Linked DNA regions of Gossypium arboreum: region 2 is linked to region 1. The links are chromatin contacts, called in public Hi-C maps. All regions are on one chromosome and are shown on one strand. The core of a region is the stretch at or near the end of the contact, and the rest is flanking DNA. Distances in the headings are between cores, read along the strand shown.

Region 1 (2,861 bases), core at 295-2,794:
GAGCTCTTTTAAGTAAGGAACAACGTATTTCTCTCTGAACTTCTTGTCAGGCATCTTATAAATTGTAGTCATGCTAACTTTCCTTCTTAGCAAATTCTTACTTTCCAGAGTCTCAATAACCAGTAACCGAGGCTTCAGCCTACGCTCAAGGCTGCAAATAAGCACCATTGGGTGGCTTATTATAAATGAAATACCTACATTCGTTCTATTAAGCAAAAAGTCAGTGACTTGCTTAATCTTCCTTTCAGATACAGCAAACACCTGTGGTGTCCTCCTAAAAGTAGACATGATATCATCTTCAGAGAAACCCAATTTCCTAAAAAGATTCAATTTGAGTTCCCAATTCTCTTCACTCATTGAACTTAACATCCTAATAGCAGCAAGAAACATATTTGACTTCCTATCGAACCCCAAGGCATCCGCCCTTTCAACAAACTGCTTAATGCTCTCAGGTTTAAGCAAGAAAAATCTAGGAAAGCTGAACACATATGAAACAATTTGTGACGAACAAATCCCGCAATTTCTCAAGAACTCTATATTAGGCATCATAGTCTTTTGCAAATCAGATTTGAGAAACCAAGCTGAAGTTTTCAATAACTTAAGAACATCATCATTCGATCCTAAAACAGTCTTTAAATCGGAAATAGAAGGTGCAATCCTATCATCCACGCTTCTAGTCAAAATCCAGGGATCACCAGCTACAATATCAGCAACATCATGGGTCGGAAATCCTAAATCCTGGAAAATCTTGAACTTGGGTTTAATGGTTTTCTCAAGACTAGAATATAGAAGGTTAGGCTTTCTTTTGACCACTGCTTCAATATGGGATTTAGAGAAACCGCTTTCTTTCAAGAAGGAAATTATAGTATCACACTTACGAGGATCCTTCACATAGGTTAGGGAAGATGCAGTCTTGACGGCAAGTTCAGGGGAAAAGCTGTGTTTCTCAACCAAGTGATCCGCTAAAGGAAGGGAAGCTCTCGATTCCTGGGTGGGTGAAGATGAGAAGAAAACAGAAGAGATGGAGTAACAAGAAATGGGTTTACGAGAACGGCATGATTTATTCAGAGAGAATGCGATTAGAGATCTGATTATAGGCGGTGCCATTGTTTTTTCCTTTTTTTTCTTCTCGTGGGGTTTTGTGGAGGGTTTACTGGTTTAGATTCGGGCTTTCTTCTAGCATAACAAACTGAAATTACAAATATTCATACATGTCGGAGGAATGAGAAACTTGCCTGTAACACCACACCAGCTTTTGTCTTGTAACGGTAACCTGCCTTTCTTTGACACTGATGCTTTGTTGCTGATAAATCTAAACCTGGGTTCTTTCGATAGCACGACCTACAGTTTTAAAACCTGGTTTATTAGGGTTTGGGGCACAAATTCAGCTTCAGGATGTTGGGTTATTTAATTTATGCCCAATAGCTTTGGGTCACAACAAAGGCTGGGATGTCTCTTTGCCTACAACTGCTATCATCAACCCTTTACTAAGCCTTTTTGTTTTATGGCCACGTTCATGCTATGATTCTAATATGAAATGATGTATGAAAGTTAGCCATATGTTGAAAAGTATTAAATCATGATTTAATTATATTTATTTTTGCATTTAATACCTAAACAATCATTCTTCTTCCAATTCACCTGCTGGAGTGGTCATCTCTTTTTGTTTCATCAAACAGGTTCCTTTCTCTTCTAACATTGCATGTCCCAAAAGCTCACCAAGATTGAACAAACAACCTTTCCCGACCTTGTGCAACAAAACTCCAACACCATCATGAATTGCAAACATGGTAAGAATACTTAATTACTCGACTCTTTAACATCTATCATATTCAACCGCATAATCACTTTTCTTTACATCTCCAACCAGCTGAATTAATCTAAAATACCAATTAATTTGAAATAAATAAATGTCTAAAATATAAAATTTAATAAATATATTATTGGGCTTATACATAATCAAAATTTATGCCTTAAAATTGAATCTATTATAATTAAAAGCTTATTAGGAATTTTCTACTTCCCTTAATTTTTATTAAAATGGTCATAACTTGAGTATAATAATTCAAAATAAGACAATTCAAAGTGCATTGTAAAAGTCAAGAAACTTTCTACTGAATACACCTCAACCCAAAAATACTTAAATCTATGTAAAAATACTTGAAATATGGAGTTTAAAACAAATATATATATATATATATATATAGATATTTATTTATTTCAAATTATTGAAATGCAAGGGACATTATTGTGTATATGTGGGCACATAAGGAAATAATTATAAAATTATAAAAACAAGTTCCAAATGACTAAAATGGATATTATCTTAATTATATAATACAATTAGATCAGATCCAATTAATAAAAGTAGATGATTAATTGAGATTTGAAGGTTTTGATACACAGTGGACCAAGTTCTTCATCTTAAATTATTAATAAAGTAGAAGTTAAAGACAGTGAAATCCAAACAATTATAAGGTGAAGCTATCTATCAATTCTTAGAGGTTACATGCCTAAAGTAAAAGTTTCATTGGAAACCCAAAAAAGAGATCCTTTTCTATCCTTTCGGTGCTTGAATTCCACAACTTTGTACACTTCTTTTCTACTCTCTCCCATTCGCCATTGTTACATATAGATTGAAACATGGTTTTAAACTATGGCAATTGAAGTTTTGGCAGAGATTTCAAGCCCAAGAATCTCGTTTTCTGACGATCTCGACCAAGAAGATGGGGTAGATTCCATTGAAGAATGTCATCATCAGAGATTAGACACATCACTCTTAAATCCAACATCGGATTTCGATTTCTGTTTTGTCAATAATAGTTTCGTTCAAGAACTCCCTTCAGCTGATGAGCTCTTTT
Region 2 (2,700 bases), core at 20-2,519, 220 kb before region 1:
GGTGATTTGGCGTATCCTTGTGCGTCATAGATGATGGCCACCGCATCACAGTCCGATGCTATATACCTGTTTACCATTTCCATTATTCTACAATTCCCAAATAAAAGCATTCAAACCAAAAATATATTACCCTTTGAAATCCCATTCTCCTCTCACCGTCTTTGACAAGTTGGGATCTGCACAGCTTGGCACTCCATTCACTCTATTGTATGCGCACATCATGCAACTCCCTCCTCCTTCCCTTACGCACTTCTCGAACGGTGGCTGGTATGTATCCGCTAAATCTTGCACCGTAACCTACCATTTCACAAATACAAACAACTTGCTTCAACAGTTTCTTCTTCAACCAAGTTGGATTTTACGTTACTTACCCGAGCATCAAAGACAAACCGGTTCATTCCCTTCCAGTTATCCAAATCATAAGCTGTAAAATGCTTACAACAAGCTGAAGCTTGAAGATGCTGCCCAAGTTTCCCTCCTTCAAAAGTGTCACCCTGTATCCCTCTTATGTACGAGGCTGCATATTTCCCTGCAACAAGTGGATCTTCCCCTGGTGTTTCCTGCCCTCTTCCCCATCTGGGGTCCCTAAATATGTTAATATTTGGTGCCCAAAATGTTAACCCTTTTGCCTCTCCTGCATTATATATTGCCCTTGCTTCTCTTCCAATAGCCTTCTTTAACAAGTATTAATTAGTGTCTTGAAGATTAACAAAGTTTAAACTATAAAACAAGGAGAGTAGATAGAGAGAGAGTTACTTGGCCAATGCGGTACATTGATAAGCATCAAAAGAAGCGGCAGCGAGAATGACTTGAGGGAAGCTAGTGGCGGCTTTGATAGTACCGTCGAACTTGATGCCAGGCCCGACATTGGAAACACCATGCAGTGCCTCCGACCACCACTCGTAGGCGGGGATACCAAGTCGTGGAATTGCAGGAGCTGAGTTAACAAGTTGAGAGATTTTCTCATCTAAGGTCAACATCGAAACAAGGTCCCTAGCCCTTTGAGTAAAGGGGAGTGTAGTTTGGCAAAATGGGTAGTTTTTTGTTGTTGGGTCCGATGAATCACATGAAAATGGGGGCGTAGTTGTTGAAGCAACATGGATGAACAATGTTAAGGAAACCAAACACAGTTGTTCAAACTTCATTGTGGAGGTGATCAGTAGTGAAGCTGAAGCTCAAAATAACTTCCTATTTCCTAGTGCAGCGACAAGTGAGTTGTTTCAGTTTGATCCATTTATCATAATTGTTAAAGACATGCTTGCCCTTGCATTCAACATTTCCAAGTCGGTATTTTGGGTAATATGTAAAGATTAGCTTTCTTCTACGTTTTTCTTTTCCTTTTTCCACCGTTGGGTCAGCACCGAGGGATACGTGCGAGTGTAACGGTTGTAACTTATACCAATATAAATGATTAAATATTTAATTTTTGTCATGAATTTCCGAAGCTTTTACCCAGAAGATTGGGCCAAAGTACTTTTCATTTCAGCAATTATTTCACTGTATAAGCCCAACTAACAGTAATCTTGAATTCTCCAGGAGGACCCAAATTGACGTGGGAAGAAAGCAGTGTCATGTATGTTCATCGCATAAATCTATACTCTCAAAAGAAGGTTGATCGCTGAGAGAGATAATGTATAGGGGTGAGTAAAATCTGATTTAATTTGAAAAATTCGATAAAAAATTTAAATTTTGAATTAAATAGTTTGAGTTATTTGAGTTAATTAAGTTATTTGAATCAACTTGAATAAAAATTTAAGTTTTTCTGTTTAACTCGAATATGAATTACACAATTTGAGTTATCCGAAAATTTGAATAAGAAAAGACAAAACTACATTGTTTTGATAAATGTTTACTTTTTTAAAAGTTAAAAATTAAAATCATTAAGTTAAAAGGTAAAACTATATCGTTTTGATAAATGTTTATCTATTAAGTTATAAGACAAATTCATTATATTGTTTATGTAGTTAAATAATCTTGTACTTCGTCTACTAGTTAAATAATCGATTCATGTAAATGCAACATTAAGTACAAATAATAGGATTCGTTAACTCGACTCGAGATTTTTTGACTCGATTCGATTCGATTAAAAAAAATTCAAATTAAGTTCAGATGCTAAAATAGAATTTGTTAACTTGACTAACTCGAAATTTTTTGACTCGTTCCAACTCGACTCGATCAAATACTCACCTCTAGTCATGTATGTTCATTGCTACCATGCGCTTGTTTCAGCTAAGTTATGTTTCTAACGTTATCCATCTAAGGATTTAGTTTTTGTATTTTGATTTACTTATTTTTATTTGTTAGATATCAAATTTTCAGTCAAATTATTATATTGATTAAATTTAGTTATTTTTAAAATATAAAAGTTATTATATTATTACATATGTAATATCATATGAGTATACTATTTTGACATATTACTTGTAAATAGTTTTGTTTATGGACCTAGTCATGTCAATACCCAATTCCAAAAACAAATTAAGCTTTGGGCCTTATCCACCTAAAAGTCTATTTCATTGTTCAAAATATAATAATAAATTTAAAAATATATTTTATATTAACATTTTATAATTGTTCAGTTTTACTTAAAATTTTGTGAATTGTTCAGTTTAGTCCCTATATAACCCTTGAATTATTTTTAGAAATTTTATTCACTCAATTGAGTCCTTGATATTATGAATATGCTAGACTCTATAATTT

Evidence for each region. A called contact is a pair of places that touch in the nucleus more often than the background predicts.
Region 2: a Hi-C map of leaf shows a contact between it and region 1, with 6 times the contacts expected there. The contact joins the promoter of LOC108466697 here to the promoter of LOC108468093 in region 1. A contact is called at or near these places in 3 of 5 Hi-C or Micro-C datasets (all in leaf).

The regions. Positions count from the first base shown.
Region 1 is chr2:107,612,963-107,615,823 of ASM2569848v2, reverse strand. It overlaps LOC108468093, which reads right to left and starts at 1,544. Exons shown (of 1, transcript XM_017768954.2): 1 at 1-1,544. The coding sequence starts at 1,107. LOC108482619 reads left to right here and starts at 2,396. Exons shown (of 1, transcript XM_017785748.2): 1 at 2,396-2,861. The coding sequence starts at 2,657.
Region 2 is chr2:107,832,872-107,835,571 of ASM2569848v2, reverse strand. LOC108466697 (probable beta-D-xylosidase 7) reads right to left here and starts at 1,269. Exons shown (of 6, transcript XM_053025134.1): 1 at 773-1,269; 2 at 372-697; 3 at 131-297; 4 at 1-66. The coding sequence starts at 1,145. It overlaps LOC108462268, which reads left to right. Exons shown (of 5, transcript XM_053025135.1): 5 at 1,537-1,643. The coding sequence ends at 1,551.